Regions from separate parts of the Mus musculus genome. Here all the other regions are linked to region 4. The links are chromatin contacts, called in public Hi-C and HiChIP or PLAC-seq maps. All regions are on one chromosome and are shown on one strand. The core of a region is the stretch at or near the end of the contact, and the rest is flanking DNA. Distances in the headings are between cores, read along the strand shown. Region 1 holds the start of Igf2bp2 (insulin-like growth factor 2 mRNA binding protein 2). Region 2 has its middle 23 kb from the start of Rtp2. Region 3 has its middle 7.7 kb from the start of Sst. Region 4 holds the start of Rfc4 (replication factor C (activator 1) 4). Region 5 overlaps Etv5 (ets variant 5). Region 6 overlaps Dgkg (diacylglycerol kinase, gamma).

Region 1 (2,812 bases), core at 78-2,577, 960 kb before region 4:
TCGCCTCTTTCCCGGTTCTCAGCCCGGGCCCCCACCGAGTTGAGACAGGGTACCTCGTAAAAAGGTGCTCCTGGCCGAGCAGGAGGCGGGGAGACGGGAGGCGGAAAGCCCCCAGCCCCGAGTTCTTCTCAATAAAATCGGACAAAAAATTCAGGGAAAAATAGGAGCGCTTCCGAGACCAGAGAGAGGGAACTGAGCTTCGGGAAAGGACCGAGGGAGATGTGCGGTCCGACAAGGGCCAGGTGGGGAAAAACCCCAAGACCTCGAAGGGTTCAGTAGGTGAAGTCGAGGAGATGCCGAAAGTGGGGGGCCAGAAGACAAGAGGGGGTCTCAAAAGGAGAGTGCGGCTTGGGAGACGACAGAGGGCGAGAGGTCTTTGGCACGAGGCATGGGAAGAAGGAAGGTCTGGCTAGGAGGAGAGATGCTGGATTTGGGGGGGTCCCTGGCAAAGGGGGTACTAGAAGGGTCTAGAAAAAGAAAAACGGGGGACTCTGCAAAGGTGGGGGCGGGGGAAGCTCTGGAGAGCAGCTGGGCACTCCAGGGGCGCTCCTAGGGAGCCAGCGAGCCTGGGGACCCTCGGAGGGGCACAGGGTCGCCTCGACTCTGAGGCCCAAGGGTCTGTGTTAGCCCCCGCGGTGGGGGCAGGGCAGCCGGCCATCCCGGAGCCAGCCCGCCGCGAGAGTCGCGGGGCTGGTGCGTGAAAGTGAGCGTGAGGGCTCGGGAGTCGCGGCGGGCGCGGCCCATGGGGCTCGGCCTCCCCGCTGCCGCCGTCCCGAGCCGGCGAGGCGCGGCGTGGGCTGCGCCGAGTGCTCACCCGAGAGGGTCTCGATGGCGCGGATGGCCCAGTTCTGGTCGGGGTAGTCCACGAAGGCGTAGCCGGACTTGAGTAGGACCTGTCCCGCCAGGGGCAGCTTCCTGTCCCCGAAGAGCTGCCGGAGGTCGTCGGCGGTGACGGCGGGGCTCAGGTTCCCAATGTACAGCTTGTTCATCATCCGCGTCTTCCCGAGAGCCCGCGGCTCCCCCGGCCCGGCACCCGGCGCTCCCGCCGCCTCCGCTGCCCTCCTCTCTCCTCCTGCGCCCGCCCCCGCCCCCACCCTCGCCCTCAGCCTGGCTCCCCCCACCGCGGCCGGCCCGGCCCGCCCGGGGGCAGAGGCGGAGGCGGGGACTCGGCGCGGCTGCCTCCTCCGGGCAGAGTCCCGAGCGGGCGTGCGGACAAAGCGCTTGCTCTGCCTCCCGGTGCCGGGGCGGCGGCGGCGGGCGGACGCACCCCGCGCGCCTGAGAGTTGGAGCGGCGTGTGCACCGCCGAGAGTGCGCGCCCTGCCCGTCCCGCGCCGCGCGCTCCGAGGGCTCGGCGCTCCCAGGCTGCGCGCCCGGCGGGCGGAAGCGGCGGCGGCCCCAACGGGGCCGGGAGCGGCGGAGCCAGGCGGCGCGCGGGAGGTGAGGGGCGCGGACGTGGGCGGGGTGTGTGCAAGGTGGACGCGACGTGGGCGCGGGGCCAGAGTGAGGTGCACCTTGAGGAGAGCTCTGCACGCTAGGGCTGACAACTTTCCTCGCGCGTCCCGAGCCACGCACCGATCTAGAGACTCGCTGCGAGCCAAGCTCTTGGAAGAAGGGGGCGCATGTGGTCAAAGGACGGAGGAACACACGGGTCCCCTCCCCCAGACCGTGTATTCTAGTAAAGTTACCGTGGCGCCGAGCCTCGGTTTCCCCAACCAAGAAAGGAGAGCCAGACCCGAGGCCAGGTGATGGCCGAGGTGACGATGCACAGGCTGAGGGGCGGGTTTCAGTCCCAGGCTTGGTAGGCGTTCCCTGAACTCTGGAAGGAACTGGAGAGGGAAGGAACTGGAGAAGAAAGTTGTCCTTCCACGCGGAGGACGGAAGAGGCAGGGTCCTAGTCCCTCTCCCGGGAAGGAGCCAGACAGATTGCCAAGCGGCAATCTAAGTCACATGGCTCCGTGGGAATCGTAGAAATAAAGGGCTCCAGAAAAGAACGGAGGGATTTTGAGGTGAGATGGCTTTGGACTTCTGTGTGATCCGGGAAGTGTTCCTTGGTTTTTTAGAAGGCTTACGTGTTGGGAGGTATGTCTGGGTGGAGAAGTCACCATGGGCCATAGGGTCTGTCTCCTCTATACTCAGATCCAGCAGTATGCCCCAAAGTGTGCCAACATCCCTGAGCCTAACTTTTATCCCTAGAGAAAATAAAACAACCACCCCTTGTGAGGGTGACATAAAAGGCTAGCTGAGTAATGTGTGACACACTGCACTCTGCTTCCATTTCTTTACCCAGGGAAACTTAAAAGCTGGGTGGACAGGACAGGGGGAGCGGTCCTTAATTACTTGTCTTGATAAGGAAGTGATGGATGATTCTTTCTCATCTAGATATTTACTGACATCTCAATTCTAGCTTTCATCAACTATCCACACATTTTCCTCTCTGGACTTTACTGCTTCTAGAACTGGGAATAGGGCTTTGATAGTGTTGCCCAGACTGACAGATAAACCAGGGATAGATGCTTCCTGAGTAAAATGTGGAAGAAGCTCGCCAGTGAAAACAACTTGTGAGTGCTGCACAACTCACGGCAGACTGGAAGCCGCCTTCAGATTATTTACACGGAGGCTGCTAATTAGGCCGTCATCTTTGTAAGGCTATGTTTGCCCATTCACAGTAAGTCATAGTTACAGGCTACAGAAGACAAGGAATTACCACGGGTTGGTGTTCTCCCTGGCTGAAAGGTTAGGGAGCCTTTTTGGTTGTTGCATTACATTTTCAAACATGTCAAGTGTTTGTGGCCAAACCATGGCTACCCTGAA
Region 2 (2,732 bases), core at 107-2,606, 830 kb after region 4:
CACAGCCCCTTGTCTCAGAGTCCACCCACTTAGATGGGGCATCAGAGTCAATTTACAGACCCTAGAATCGCCTAGGAGATGGACCTTTGGGCGTGCCTGTGGGGGAATGTCTTCATGTCATTAATTGCACTGAGAAGGCCCTACACACACACACACACACACACACACACACACACACTGTAGGTGGTACCATTCACATACACACTCACTGTACGTGGCACCATTCACACACACATGCACACACACACACTGCAGGTGACACCATTCATACACACATGCACACATGTACACACACACTGCATGTGGCACCATTCACACACACACACTCACTCACTGTCGGTGGCACTATTCACACACACATGCACACTGTAGGTGGCATTCACACACACACTGTAGGTGGCACCATGCACACACACACATGCACACACACTCACTGTAGGTGGCACTATTCACACACACACACACACACACACACACACACACACACACACACACACACTGTAGGTGGCACCATTCCCTAGCAGCCTGCATTCAAGGGCCCCTCTTTGCTTCCTGAGTGCAGATGTGATCTTAACAGTTGCTTCTAGTTCTTGCCACAGTGGACTGTACCCTGGAAGTGTGAGAAAGAGCAAACGTCTTGTCCATTAAGTTTCTTCTGTAGAGTATTTCATTACAGCAACAGAAAAGAAACTTTGACAGCCAGCACGTAGGGGAGGGAGCTTGTTCTGGAAATCGCCAGTGTGGTCTTCTAGGCTGCAGCTAGAAACCCAAGCCTGAGGACAACAAACTTCCCCAGCAACGCCTGAAGCTGGTCAACAGTGGAGATCTTGAGCTAGGACCATGTGCACGATCCGCAGCAAAGATTTGCTAAGTCTCTACAGCCACCCACAGCCCGGGGCATGGTCTGAATGATTCTTGGGAGCACTTCTGGCCATCACTGAAGGGTAGCAATAGAGGTGTGCCAGTTCCACAGCCTTGGTAACCGTAAAGCTGGTGAATTCTGGGTGTTCCTGGGGGCTTCCGCTCTGACTCCATCCAGAGTTCGCACTATCACTCCCCAAAACCTTTCAATTCTGAGAGGCTCCATTATCTTAAGCTATGCTGTACAATAGAAAAGCTGTGCCCAGGACTGTGCAGAAACAGGGGCACGGTGTTCCAAGGAGTGGCTCTGCCCCCTGGGGCCCAAGGTTGGCCATCACCCAGCCCAGCGTTCTTAGCTCCTTCCAATCTCCATTTGCTCCTGTCAGATAAGGTGGGGTTTTCTTGTCTTGTTTTTTTTTAGCCAGCAAGATTGTGATGAGGATCAAAGCTCTTGGATCCGACAGTGCTTCGCTGACCTAGAAAGAGCACTATGCTCATTAGCAGTATTATTTGAAGGGCTCTAGTAGAGAATGGCCTCCTTTGGCTGAGAACTGGGACAGGACTTCCACGTTTATCAAGGAAAACTAGAAACCTACAATTCAAAGACAGCCAGAGTGGAAATTTACGCTCTCAAGTGGGACCTTAAATCGCACCCCATGAACCACTAGTCACTTGGGGTGAATGAGCTACAAGAAGACAAAGGGGTTCGAGGGAGAACAATTCCAAAACACAGCTGGGCCTGATTTACACTGGGGAAGTGGGGAAGGGGGGGGGGGCAAAATAGCCACTGCTTGTCCTACACTGCCACCTTGTGGCCATTCTCCAGACTACACAAGTAAAACTAGTCTCAAAATGGGAAGCCAAGAGTTGCTAAAACTGGGAAAATCAGCCTAGGATGAATTGGTAATCCCAATTGGTTATCCTATGCCAAGTCATCAGCCATACAAACATACACAGAAGAACAACATTGCTGTGTTTATACGTGTGTGTGTGTGTGTGTGTGTGTGTGTGTGTGTGTGTGTGTAAGAATGATAAAGGAAATAAGATGTTATGAATTTGAGAGTGGCAGGGTATAGGAAGCTTGGACAGAGGAGAGGAAAGAGGAAATGTTGTAAATACAGCACACATCTATGAGAGTAAAAAACAAATAAAATACAAGTAAAGACCAAGCAGAGAGTTGGGAGTGGTGTTCCATGCCTGTAATATCAGCACTGAGGAGCTGAGGCCCAAATATTGCTGTGAGTTTGAGGGCAGGATAAGATAAAAAGTGATAGCTACCTCAAAAACAAGTGGATTGTGAGGAGCGGGTGTGGCAGCAGCTAATTCTTATGACTTGCACCTGACTTCCTCATACACCTGAAAATTGCCATGACCATTGTGAAAGCTGCGCAGGTGCACCATGATGCTGGCGGTGTAAACAAGTCCATATTTGGTGGAGACGCGCCCCTGCCACCCTGATTGGCTGAAGCTGTGTGCCTGGTGAGGTGATGTGGCCTGCCATGAGTGAATGGGGACTGAGAGTATATAAGAGTGAGAGGCCCGGGGTTCAGGGGAGAAAAAGATGAAGCGAGAGATGATGACTGAAGCTTGCTGAATAAACTGCTGTTAGAAGAACTGGTGGTCGTGTCGTTCTTGCTGGTCGAGAGCGGACGCGACAGTGGATGACGGGATACATCTGAAATCCTTAAACGCACTACCATTGCTGGGTCCACATTGGGCCAGGTCTGCCGTGAGTTAAGAAGGGGTAAGCAGAGAACATTATGAGCCAGGCAGAGATGCAGTACTCTTGTGTTAGACATTGTGTATCTTTCTGTGTGACTATGGGTCATGTGTGCCAGGCAGAAATAATAGCAGCATAAGCAGGTGGGGCA
Region 3 (2,894 bases), core at 66-2,565, 770 kb after region 4:
CTGGAAACCTTCACTTGTTTCTCTCAGGTCTGCTCAAGACGTCCCTGTGGAATGAAACCAAGCCAAGGTCTGTGTCTCCCTGACATGTGGTAGAGCCTTCCCACCTGCCTTGCTACTTTCAGAGGCTTAACACTGAGGTATTCCAAGAATTTTCCCAGTGCAGTCAGCAAGGAGGAATAGTCTTAGCCAGAGCCTTCCATCAGTGGGTCTGAAGAATCCCACTAGGTATCACTGCTTCCTCCTCCTCCTCCTCCTCCTCCTCCTCCTCCTCCTCCTCCTCCTCCTCCGCACAGTTGCCAGACAACATCCTCACCGTGATTTGGAGTCCTCCACACTGAGACAGACTGATAGAAGCCATATGAACACAAAGGGCCCAATTAAATCAGCTTTAGCTTTCTCACATTCAAATCTGAGCCTGATTCTTGATCTTGGCTTCACGAGGGGACTGTCTGGGCACCACAGTGGCAGCCCTGATATAAGTCTGGCTCGCATTCAAAGCTTGTCATCAAGCGGGGATTTCGCCACCCTGGAAATCTGTGGTCACAGGCCACTGCCCAGCCCTGTCCCCTGCCCGGCTGGGCTGTCTTCCTCTGCTTGCTCCCTTCTCTCATCCATGTTTGTCTTTTCCTCCCTGTGCTTTCCTCCTCTTCATGGCCACCTCTGCCTCCTTGCTGTTTTCCCTGGCAATCTCTTCTCCCAGCTTGCTTGCTGCTTTCCTGAATCTCCTTGTCTCTTCCTCTCTCCATCACATCTCTGCTCTTTCTCCCTTTCTCTCATGGGTGTGACTTTGTGAGTCCAGAGTGCCTGCTCATTGGATTTCTCAATACTTCTTTCTCTAAGAGTTGAGGGCAGAGGCAGGGATGGGGTCAGAAATGTGCCCTAGCCTATAGACCAGAGCCTTAAAAAGCACCTCGATTTACATACAGGAAAACTGAAACCAAGCAAGCCTCTGGGGGCTGCCTGGCTTTCGCTATTCAGAACCTGATATCACTGGGCTCTGCAGTCTTTCCTGGTGACAAGTACTGCACTCATCCTTGGCTCCCTTCCCGAGTGGTCGAGGACCAAGATGCGCTCATGGTAGCTCCCGTTCTTTTCTCTGCGGACCCACAGCTGCCTAGAGCAGAGCCTAGTTTCCTGACAAGGGTATTACCCGATGGGAGAAGCTTTGGTGATTAACGGGCAGAGATGTGGAAATTGCTCCTCCAGGCTTTCCTGCTGTGTCTGTGTCCTTTTGGGTGTTTCCTAATCTCATAAATCCAGCCAGACCTGCTGTGCTGTCTCGGGCTGCTCTCAGAGGAGAGGATCCAACTGTTAAACTGAGCTCCTCTGCCCTCTGCTGGCTCCACCGATAGCAGACAGCCGTCTTAAAAGCCCAGGGCAGGTTTTCTTCATTGTTTCACTTTAAAACGTTCTCAATGTCATAGGCAAGGTGCTCGATGCAGGAGGCACACAGAAACACGCAACATCAATTCTTCCTTCAAACTTGCAGTTTTTGAACACTTCGAGTCATAGTCTGTGCTAGGCAGCCAAACAAGGTTTAACCAATAACGCGAATTTTCTTTTTCACTGAACCATGAAATAAAAAGATTACTAAAAGGGACAACCAACCATTTCTAAATGCAGTGTTATTCCCTCTGGCCTTCCCAAATAGGTTTAGGGCTCTTTGCACAGGGACGGCCAAGACAGAAGAAGCACATGTCCTTCAGGAATGCCGCCTAATTGATGCCAGAAAGTTTCCTAAGAACGAGAACTGGAAAGGAGAACAAACTTAAAAGGTAATCGATCGTTCTGGAACTCAGTCTCCTCCTGCATTAGGTTTGAACGCTCCAGTACAGACCTGTTTACAGTCAATGACACATTTCGAAGAAGCTGCTGCCTTCTCACCTTGAGATCCACAGAGCTCACATCTCTGGAGGAGGGAAAGGGATCTTGTGTATTGGGCGCGCCCCCTTGTGGCTCTTCTTTCCACTGCCTAACCGGCGCTTTCAGAGCTCGCAGTCTTGCCCCATCCTAAGAACCAAGGACCCTTCCTGACCTGCAACCCTCTCTCGCTAGTGCTCGCTAGCATATAGTTCTCAAATAGCTTCTTTTAAGCATTTACAATGGATTAGGATGCTTCCAGTTTAATCTTCAATGAAGAAATGTGTGACTGCGGGGGCTGAATCCCCCACACTGCAGAAAGCTGGGCCACTGGAGTTCCAGGCTCAAAGCTTCCCCTGCAGCTACTCAGTCCTGATGGGGTCTCTGGCAGCAGCCAGTCCACCACTTTGGGACCTGGTTCTGACCTCTTCTCTTCCACCCTTTTAGGACAAGCTCATCACAGAGCTCCCTGGCTCTCTGCTTACCGAAACGCAGTTTACTGGCTGTAGTAAACTGAGTAGTACCCTTCTCCTCAAATTCGTGTCTCCATCCTAACCTCTCTAACTTTGTGGTACATAATGGCAGCCGTGGGGAATACAAACACTAAGCCTAGCTCTCTGCTTTCCCCCTGGCTCAGAGCGGCCCAGAGAGCTGTGTAAGATCTACACTACACTGGGATCATGATTCCGGCCCACCTCCACTGCATTCCTAGAGCCAAGCTCAGACCTCCAAGTGCTCTCTCCCAAAGAGTAGGCTGTGCCAGGGACTCTGGAGGCTAATCTTACCACTGTCACATAGGGCAACCCTACTCCCCCTCCCGACAGCCATCTGACTCCATCTCAATCAATTCCAATCGGCGCCATGATGCATCTCTTGTTGACCTGTAAGCCAGGCTTAGAACTGCCACAGTAACGGTGGACTGGGTGTGAAGATTTAAGTCTCAAGGACTGAGATTTGCTCAAACCATATCGAATTAAAGAAAGGCAGATGTTTCCTGGAACATTAGCAATGTAATGATGAGGGGCTTGGGGGTA
Region 4 (2,888 bases), core at 39-2,538:
ACATATACATATATATATATACACACACATACATACACACACATGCATACATATACACACATAGATAGATAGATAGGTAGGTAGGTAGGTAGTTTTGGAGTGGTAAGATGGCTCAGCAGGCAAAGGCACTTACTGCCAAGTCTGATGATCCAAGTTTGACACACGGAATACACAGGGCAGCTAAGAACTTACTCCACCTGGGAGTCGAAGCATGCTTGTGATGGCATGCATCCTCCTTCCTCAACGATAAATTTTAAACATGTGAAAACTATAGATCTATGGGCCGGAGTATAGAACAGTGGTAGAGTGCTTGCCTAGATTAAGGTTAGCGAGATTCCCAACAGGTAAGTGCGAGCTTTCAAAGCCCGATGATCTGAATGGGACCACCACTTGCTTTGCTGCGGGGACGGCTATGGGATGAGTTGGGGGCAGGAAGAGGGGTGATATAGATGAAGTACTCATATTTGAACTTCTCAATAATATTGAAACAGCAAAATAACACACACGAGGACCTTGTTTGACTTGTAAATAACCTGAAGATCCTTAGTGATCAAAGAGGTTCCACGTAGCTGACGGTTCTAGTATCATCTAGCAAATGACAATGTAGTGGTACTTAACATCAACAACAAGATCCCAACAAATTTCACCATATACATACAAGGATAAAAGTCAGATTTCAGTGGAAGTGTTTATAGCCAGCTCACAGAAACATTGCTTTCTTCGTTTCTGTAGGGCTCTAAAACTGTACACTTTATAAACATCTTAGGTCATCTATATAACTAAAGAATTAAATTCAACTACTGTATCACTCCAAGGACTAAGACTTATTATTGGGTGATACCGCGTCCCCCTACCCCTCAAAGGTGTGATCTAAATATAGCAAAGTCCCCCTTACATTAAAAAAAAAACCCCACTAGCACTTATTAGTTATTTCAACAAAAGTACAAGCAGTTCTTACTATTTTTCCACCCAAGGAACTGGTTTGACTTTCTTGGTTTCTCCACTGCTTCCTGCAGTGGCAGGTGTCCCCCGGTCCTTGGTCAGTTGTGCTTTGGCACTGACAGATGTGCCTTTCAGAAATGCCTGCATGGCTTCTTCTCCTGGGTATAAGACAAAAAGAAACCATTATGGGGCAGCTCCCCTTGAAAGGACCCCTAACTTTGTGCCTAGAGGGAAGGCGGAGGTCACATCCCGGTCCCCGCCAGCCTGTAAAAGGCTGAGAACACTCAGACCCATCACTTACAGTCGTCACCGTCCCCCTGGCACCGCGGTTCCCGCCACAGAACGGCGGCGAAAGGCATGGCGGGAGCGCGCCACGCAATAACGTCACTTCCGGCGCGCGGGTGCCAGTGACGCGCTCCCTTTTTGGCTAGCGGTGGCTAAGCTCGGCTTCTGGGTGCATCTGGGGCGTTCCGCGGAGGTGATCCTGTGTAGACTCCGCGGCCAGACCTCGGCCCAGCAGACACTGCAGAGCGCGGTCGGGGAGGAGCCGACCTAAGGAGAAAGCTTTGCTCGAAGGACCGGGCCTAGGGCGGGCCCACGCTGGGAGAGGCTTTCATTAAGCCAGTGGCTTCTTGGGTTTGCTGCCATCGTCCGTCAGCCCGGAGGTCAGGGCCAAGACGTGCTCACTTGACCCTTCGCCGGAAGGGGACACTGTGCGAACTACTGCCCTGCCCCCGATATTCAAGGACACAGAGCAAACTGCTTTTTAGAAGTGAAGCTAGAGAGAAGGCTCAGCGGTTTAAGAGCATTCACTGCTTTTGTGGAGGACTTCGGTTTGATACTTGGGGTTTTGATAGCCATCTGGTGGCTCACAACTGGAACTCCAGTTCAGGGGTCCAACGTTCCCTTCAGGGCTGCAGACCCTGAATACGTGTGCTGCACGTACTTGCACGCAAGCGGAATACTTAAACACACACAGCCCGGGACAGATGTCTTACAGTCAGTAAAATCAGCTTATTGTAGGGAGGGAGGACCATCTTCTATGGGCATTTTGTAATTCCCGAGACCCACTCAAAAACCTCGTGATCGGGCAGGAGATAAACTCATCAGTTAAAAGGACTTGCTGCTTTCCCAGAGGACTGGAGTTTGCGTTCCAGCATCTTGGGGGGGGGGGGGGGTGGACCAAGCGAAAAAGAAAGAATTTGAAAGCTTTGTAGTATATACCAACTGTCAGCAGACAGCTTGTCCTGTGAAGGATTTACTAGTCCAAATGAATCTTTCAGTTCTTAGCCAGCCTCTGCCCTTAGATGTCCTCATGTTAGCATAATAAGTTCCTAGTGTAGCTTTGGTAGCAGAGGTGGTTGTCACACGAGTCCAACAGCGACGACTGCTCCAGTAACTGCATTGCTGGGAGCTGAACTTGCCAGCCACAGGAGTGAAAGATAGTCACCCTTCCTGGATAGAACCCCTGAGCCCTCAGGGGGTTCAACTAACCTTTGCCCTACAGTGGATGAAATGTCATTGTTTCCACCAGAAGTAGAATTTGTCTAATTGTGCTCATTTTCTAGAACCAAAATTCTAAAAGGCTGCATTTCATCAGAAGCCTGTGCAGGGTTTGGCAGAAGTACACTTTCAGTCCCAAAACAGACCTACAAGGTCAGAATCTCTGGTGTCTGGGACTATGTATTTATAAGGTCTGTGGTTAGTGGACATAATGTTTCTGCTTCCTCCAAACCTCAGATGGAAAACCTCAATGTAATCAATCCCCGGTGTTGTCCTCAGTAATTCCAGGGTTAATGCTATAACAAGAGACTTTGTTCTTTTCGGTTTTCGTTCCCCCTTGAGATGGTTCTGCAAGAGATCCTACCAGATGGTGCTTAAGCTTAAACTTGCCAGATTTAAGAACTGGGATTCCAGTAGAGGGGCTGAAGAGATGGCTCAGCGGT
Region 5 (2,767 bases), core at 233-2,732, 720 kb before region 4:
TCAGTGACGCCCTTTAAAATAAACTAGTAAAAGGAAAATGGCAAAAGCCCACCAACTTTTGAACCCAAAATCTTGGTAGTTTTTTTTTTCCATAAAAATATCAATTCTCTTGAAAAAGAACAAGGTTATGAATATATATGATACTGCCAAAGCCTAGTGGCAGCTGTTTGATTTTTTTTTGTTTTTTTGTTTTTTTTAGATGCGCCCTCGGTGGCAAGAGAAACTCATGAACCAATGTCCCTGCCACGTTACAAATCTCAGATACCCCCCAAAATGGTGATCACCTCTGGGGCCCTATATAGCACAATTGCTGTTCTGTGGTTCTTGGCTTGACCGTGGAAAAGACCATGAGCCAGCTATATCATGCAGGTTAGACAAAGTGGGGACAGGACCATAACCAAGCAAAATAACCTCCAGACAGACCCTGGGTAGAACCATCTGGCCCTTCTCTTCTCCAGGCCCCCACTCTCACCTACAGAGAGGTGGTTCCCATCCTACTAACACCATGATCAGTCACCATATCTCACTATCAACACAGATGAGGAACAGCTGACACGCAATGAGTAAGTCCACACCTGGCCGCATTTCCAGACTATCACAATGAACATAGAAAACCGAATCCCTCTCTACCTTTACTTTTGATGAAGGAGGACTCCAGATAACCATGATGTTTCAACTGTTAGAAATATAAACCAACCTACAGGGAAACCGGGAAGTTTCTACCTCAAAAAAGCAGATGTTATTACTAACATTCTTAGTTCACTATGCTAAAATGTGAATAATAATGGCTCCCATAACTCAGACTCTTCCCAGAATGCAAGTAGAATAATAATAATAATACCATGATTAGGAGCAGCGTAAACTAAAGCTCAGTTTTACAGGCTGTATCTCATGAGGAGCCCAGAAATTGGTGGGTTGACTGTGCATCTGGGCAAGCCATCCCTCCACCCAGGCTTCCTAAGGAGGTTACAATCCTAGAAACCATTCTGAGAACCTCCTGAACAGGGTGCTATATAACTAGCCCATACCCACAGTACATCTGCAGTCTCACTTCACTGATGTGTCAGTGGCGTTAGTGGAGTAGGAACTTTCTAGGTACCTGGCCAACATGACTAACTGCTTCTCTCTCCCGATGAGAAAAGGACATGAGAGAGTAAGTTAGTTCAGAGTGGTACCCACCTCTGTTCTGATGGATACTGGCTTTCAGGCATCATCTTTGGCATTTGCAGGGGCTGATGTGGTGGCCGGGGGACCGCAAATGTTTGTTGCTGTGATCCAGGTTCTGGAAGTGAGTGAGGAGTCGGGGCAGGACCCACCCCTTGAACTGGGCCAGCTCCAGGGGTGAGACCTGAGGTGGGCAGAGTTGCCTGAGGTGGGGGAAATAGGGAATTCTGATGGGTGGGTGACAGAGGAGTGGCGGGCGGGGTTAATGGCTTGAACCCAGAGGGAGGCTTCCTATCGTAGGCACTGTAAAGAGACAGACAGAAGGATCCATTAAACTCCAGGGAGGCATTTGCATAGTAACCAGGCCCAGCAGAAAACCAGTTTGCAGCCCATTGTTGCCAGGAAATGACGTCATTAACACGGTGAAATCGCTACAGCCCAGGGGAATATTTGTACCTCGGTAATGTGACAAACGCGGGGCGTCAAAGGACTTGTTTAACACTTCTTGTGATTTTTCTCCAAGATAATTTTAGCTTCTGCTTCCGGTTTCCTTTTTCCCTCCTTCTAAAAGATCTGTGTGTGTGTGTGTGTGTGTGTGTGTGTGCAGGGGTGTATGGGTGAGGCTGGGAATTTATGGGCCTTCTCTGGTCCCCTCTCCAAAATATTCCAGGGTTCCTATAAATTGGTCAAAAATCTTTGTGGAAGGTAACAGTGCTTAAATTAAACAAGCCTTCACTGGTTCCAGGAAGATCTGCGTTTACCTTTAAGTGCAAAGAATGATTAAAATTCAAGCCTCATTCCTGAGGCCTGGATATTCTTAAGTAAAGGGCACAAGCATGGGGGCCTTTTTTGTTTATTCTGATTTTAAGATTATTTCCTTGCCGCCTAAAAGTTCACATTAACATATATGATAGACGGGAAGACTGTATATCACCTGCCTCAAAGCCACAGATCTGATGGCCCAGCGTTCCAGGCTCTTGCCTTAGCGGGGATGTCTATGGCTCCCTGTGGAGCCATGGCATTTTAATGAAAGTTTTGCCTTTCATGCATAGCATAAAATGGGCTCAGTGGAATGAGCTAGACCTAGAAGCTTACACCACAGGGCGGCGACGCTCTGCCCTAGGGCCTGATAGATACTTCTGATGCTGTGCCCAGAGCCTTTTTCTGCAAGGCTCTCCATGCCATCCACCCACCCCCGCCACCCTAGGTCTCCACTCCAATCCTTACCAATAGTTGTAGAGGCACTTTTCTCCATACTTAGCACCAAGAGCCTGCTCGTGGCTACAGGACGACAACTCGGAGGAGGGGCTGTGCAGCTCCCGTTTGATCTTGGTGGGAGGTGGAGCATGAAGCACCACTGAAATCAGAAGGGGGGGGGGGACAGCATTTATTCACTAAATCACTCTTCTTCCCACAAACTTCCCCAGCAGGTAGCTCTTACAGCTCAAGGTCAAGAAAACCCGCCCCACCTAAATATGCAACCTTTTGTTAAAAACCGATTAAGGTCCCTCAGCGGAATGCTTGCAACCTAAGCGCTTAGGGTGAGCTTGTGGCTAGCCTGAGATACATAGTGAACTCCTTAAAAATCACCCCAGGACATTTT
Region 6 (2,778 bases), core at 123-2,622, 580 kb before region 4:
AATCCCCCAAAGTGGTTATTCTCAAAAGGCCACCACTCCATGCTGCCTGGCCCATCAATGGAGCTCAAGGTCACCTCAGAAAAAGACTTGAAGAGGCGAAACAAGAAGCTTCGAAACCAGCACGTAAACTACCTATTGTCAGGAGATCTGGTCTCTTGAGAAAGGTTCCTTCTGGCACCTACTTATCTCTGAGCCTACACCACATGCCTGCTAAGGGTGCAGACTCTCAATAGTCACAATACCAATGATCTCAAAGCTTTGGGCACAACTGAACTTGGGTTTTATGCCTGTCATCTTTTCTTGTCATTAACAAATTTGTATTTGACTTTTAAACATCTTAAAGCTTGCCTACTTTCCCAGTGTAAATAGGACTCTTCCATGTAAATACTTTAATAAAATATGATAGTGGTTTAAAAATAGTGGTTGCATGCATGCCCGGGGGTGATGAGGTGGAGGAAGGGTTGTCATTGCCCATTGGTGACTATAGACAACAAGGGCTGGCAAGACATGTTTGTAGTATGCTGTGGGTCCAGGGTCTGAGTGAGACCGAATGTCACCCTAATACAGTTCAGATGCTGTTAGATCCGGGTTTGACATTACCTCACTGTTCTCAGCCTCTTCCTGGTATAGCTCCCAGGCTGTGGAGTCAGGGGCTGAGCTGGTAGGGAAATGTCCTCAAATAACACCCGAACTTCTGCTTTGAGGAGAATTCTGCGGCCTCACGCAATAGCAACCCGTGAGGTTCAAAGATCAAGCCCAAGTCATTATCCCACTGCTGCCCACCTGCCTGGGGCTAGGCGTGGAATCCAGGCATGATCTTCAAATCAGTACAACAAAGACGATAGCGTCATAGAAGAGAGAGAAATGAGCAAGAAAAGGAAAATGGACAACTCCATGGTAATTGTTTGCCAGTTACCTCGCGGTTCTGGTAAATTTCATTCGCTTTGCAAGACAGATTTGGGTTCTCTTGCAATGGATTTGGTTTTCTCTTTTCTTTCCAGTTTGAACCCAATCTCCAGGCATGCAGGAGCCAATAGGAAGCCGCTGTGATGCCCTCGATGGTCACAGCATTGTAGGGACCTCACTGCTGCCCTCTGCTGTCCAGGAGAGTGCCTGGCACCTTCTCGGGTCTAAGACCCTAGCAGAGCCTTTCGCTCCCCCAATCCCCTGCGAGACGCTGGCTTTTGAGAGGAAACCTCTAAGTTCCTGGAGGGGTTCCAGGAGGCCAAAGGCAGGCTCCCTGCCACTCATGCCGTCCCAGACCCCTCCCTCTGTTCAGTTCCTGCGGGAGGGGACCGGCAGCTAGGCTGTGGCAGGTTTCTGACATTTTTTTTTTTTTTTCCTTCTTAGAAATGGAAACCCTCCTTCCGGCAACGTGGCAGGAAAGCGAAGTCCCCTGGCGGTCGACCCAGGCCAAGGACATTTCCGTGGTAGCAGGTGGGAGGCCCGCACTGGCTGCAGTGCCGGGCAGGCGGGGTGCCACCACGGCAGCCAGCGAGCTCGCTTACCTGCTGTTGAATTTTTCAGGGTGTTTCTCTCTCATCATATGGAATCTGTGTGCAATTGAAGCATCCTGGAAACGGAAGAAAAGAAGGCAAGAAAAGCCTGGTTAGTGATTGTGGCCATGAGGTATGGTGGGAAGACACACATATATGCCCCTGGAAGGCCCAGATTCCAGAGACTCCAAATCATAGGGGCACAGCACCGCGTCCAGGCGTAAGCTAGTGCCACCACTCCGTCCTTTGAGAGCCTCACTTGGTTGCCTCAGAGCCTGGCACTCATCACAGTATCTCAAGCCCAGTGAGTGGCCACAGTTCAGCCTTTGTAAACACAGGCAAGAGCAGGCTCTAAAGAGAAGAGTGAGGGGCTCTCCTCAGGTGAAGCCAGAAGCCAGTGAGGAGTGGGTGAGGTGTGGTGAGGTGTGGTGTGGTGTGGTGTGGTGTGGTGTGGTGTGGTGTGGTGTGGTGATGGGTGGTGACATAAAGTGAGGACTATTTCATGAGAAGTTGCAAAAATAGTACTTTTTCTCATGTCCCACTCACCCAGCGTCCAGCGATGATAACATCTTATATAACAGCACATTATCAAACCCAAAGCTGTCGCTGGTATTAACTCTTTGTTGTCTGTTTCACCCAAAACAATTAACAATAGTACTGGATAGTGCGTTTAGCAGACAACAAAAGTGTATTAAACGTCTAACTTCTGCCTATTAATCATTCTATCCACAGGACTGCCTCTGAAGCTAGCGACAATCTTGATCCTTTCCTATCCAATCTGTTGCCCCACCCCCCACTTTGGCTGCATGGCTGGCTATCTGTACCACAGAACTCACCACGACGCTCCATGACACTGTGTTTCTGGGTGTCCCATTTCTCAGGTTGGAACCAGAGTCCAGCCCAGAGTCCTATCTGCATCCCACACTCCCATTACAGCTATCTGTGAGTGCTCATGGTTGTGACTGGTGTTGACATGGTGGGGCTCCAGGACCTATAGGCCAGAATAGGATCCAAGCTGAACTCGGTTCTTCACTCTTAGCCTCCTGCACCTCCTAACGAGCCCAGCAGAAGAGTGTGTACTGCCCCCTTATCACACAGTCCCAATCGAGCACTGTGGAGGCAGATGCTGAACACTCGAAATTAACTAACTAATTGGTTGGAGACAGGACAGCCCAGAAACAAGGAGCTGATTTAGATTTGCCCAGAAGTGACTGCAGCAGCCAATCAGAAATCTCTGGGGATGCTGGGGTATCCCTGTAGTCTCAGCATGTGGATAGAGTGA

The links. HiChIP or PLAC-seq counts read pairs in DNA pulled down with a chosen protein or histone mark. A called contact is a pair of places that touch in the nucleus more often than the background predicts.
Region 1: a contact with region 4 is called in a FOXA1 HiChIP or PLAC-seq map of pancreatic cancer cells. The contact joins the promoter of Igf2bp2 here to the promoter of Rfc4 in region 4.
Region 2: a contact with region 4 is called in an H3K4me3 HiChIP or PLAC-seq map of embryonic stem cells, with 8 times the contacts expected there. The contact joins the enhancer-like site here to the promoter of Rfc4 in region 4. A contact is called at or near these places in 8 of 39 promoter capture datasets (3T3-L1-derived adipocytes, the HPC-7 cell line, embryonic stem cells and 5 more), 7 of 484 Hi-C or Micro-C datasets (the HL-1 cell line, cranial neural crest, embryonic fibroblasts and 3 more) and 4 of 115 datasets of contacts at active chromatin or transcription factors (astrocytes, embryonic forebrain, embryonic stem cells and 1 more).
Region 3: a CTCF HiChIP or PLAC-seq map of the NIH/3T3 cell line shows a contact between it and region 4, with 8 read pairs. The contact joins the enhancer-like site here to the promoter of Rfc4 in region 4. A contact is called at or near these places in 10 of 39 promoter capture datasets (the 3T3-L1 cell line, 3T3-L1-derived adipocytes, the C10 cell line and 6 more), 1 of 15 datasets of contacts at CTCF or cohesin (the NIH/3T3 cell line), 3 of 484 Hi-C or Micro-C datasets (the HPC-7 cell line, embryonic fibroblasts and muscle stem cells) and 4 of 115 datasets of contacts at active chromatin or transcription factors (astrocytes, embryonic stem cells, large pre-B cells and 1 more).
Region 5: a contact with region 4 is called in an H3K27ac HiChIP or PLAC-seq map of embryonic stem cells, with 4 times the contacts expected there. The contact joins the enhancer-like site here to the promoter of Rfc4 in region 4. A contact is called at or near these places in 4 of 39 promoter capture datasets (the C10 cell line, hippocampal neurons and neural stem cells), 1 of 484 Hi-C or Micro-C datasets (embryonic stem cells) and 2 of 115 datasets of contacts at active chromatin or transcription factors (both in embryonic stem cells).
Region 6: a contact with region 4 is called in a Hi-C map of pre-B cells, with 6 times the contacts expected there. The contact joins the enhancer-like site here to the promoter of Rfc4 in region 4. A contact is called at or near these places in 4 of 39 promoter capture datasets (the C10 cell line, cranial neural crest, embryonic stem cells and 1 more), 5 of 484 Hi-C or Micro-C datasets (the G1E-ER4 cell line, embryonic limb bud, embryonic stem cells and 2 more) and 3 of 115 datasets of contacts at active chromatin or transcription factors (double positive thymocytes, extraembryonic endoderm stem cells and pancreatic cancer cells).

What each region holds. Positions count from the first base shown.
Region 1 is chr16:22,161,972-22,164,783 of GRCm38.p6, forward strand. It overlaps Igf2bp2 (insulin-like growth factor 2 mRNA binding protein 2), which reads right to left and starts at 1,328. Exons shown (of 16, transcript NM_183029.2): 1 at 815-1,328. The coding sequence starts at 992.
Region 2 is chr16:23,952,230-23,954,961 of GRCm38.p6, forward strand. No RefSeq gene overlaps it. Among named protein-coding and RNA genes, the nearest start is that of Rtp2, 23 kb to the left of the region's middle. Within about 2 kb of position 1,357, at least 17 of the 459 cell types and tissues checked have an H3K27ac peak or open chromatin away from gene starts, as enhancers often do.
Region 3 is chr16:23,897,111-23,900,004 of GRCm38.p6, forward strand. No RefSeq gene overlaps it. Among named protein-coding and RNA genes, the nearest start is that of Sst, 7.7 kb to the left of the region's middle. Within about 2 kb of position 1,316, at least 58 of the 459 cell types and tissues checked have an H3K27ac peak or open chromatin away from gene starts, as enhancers often do. A contact at or near this core is called in the HPC-7 cell line, the NIH/3T3 cell line, embryonic fibroblasts and 1 more, where this site is marked.
Region 4 is chr16:23,126,442-23,129,329 of GRCm38.p6, forward strand. Rfc4 (replication factor C (activator 1) 4) reads right to left here and starts at 1,289. Exons shown (of 11, transcript NM_145480.1): 1 at 1,244-1,289; 2 at 959-1,100. The coding sequence starts at 1,089.
Region 5 is chr16:22,410,454-22,413,220 of GRCm38.p6, forward strand. Etv5 (ets variant 5) reads right to left here. Exons shown (of 13, transcript NM_023794.2): 6 at 2,392-2,521; 7 at 1,180-1,467. Among named protein-coding and RNA genes, the nearest start is that of Etv5, 28 kb to the right of the region's middle. Within about 2 kb of position 1,483, at least 25 of the 459 cell types and tissues checked have an H3K27ac peak or open chromatin away from gene starts, as enhancers often do. A contact at or near this core is called in embryonic stem cells, where this site is marked.
Region 6 is chr16:22,547,144-22,549,921 of GRCm38.p6, forward strand. It overlaps Dgkg (diacylglycerol kinase, gamma), which reads right to left. Exons shown (of 25, transcript NM_138650.2): 20 at 1,509-1,573. It overlaps Gm15651 (a long non-coding RNA gene), which reads left to right. Exons shown (of 3, transcript XR_384735.4): 1 at 1-1,437; 2 at 1,528-2,774. Among named protein-coding and RNA genes, the nearest start is that of Gm15651, 8.5 kb to the left of the region's middle. Within about 2 kb of position 1,373, at least 168 of the 459 cell types and tissues checked have an H3K27ac peak or open chromatin away from gene starts, as enhancers often do. A contact at or near this core is called in embryonic stem cells, extraembryonic endoderm stem cells, muscle stem cells and 2 more, where this site is marked.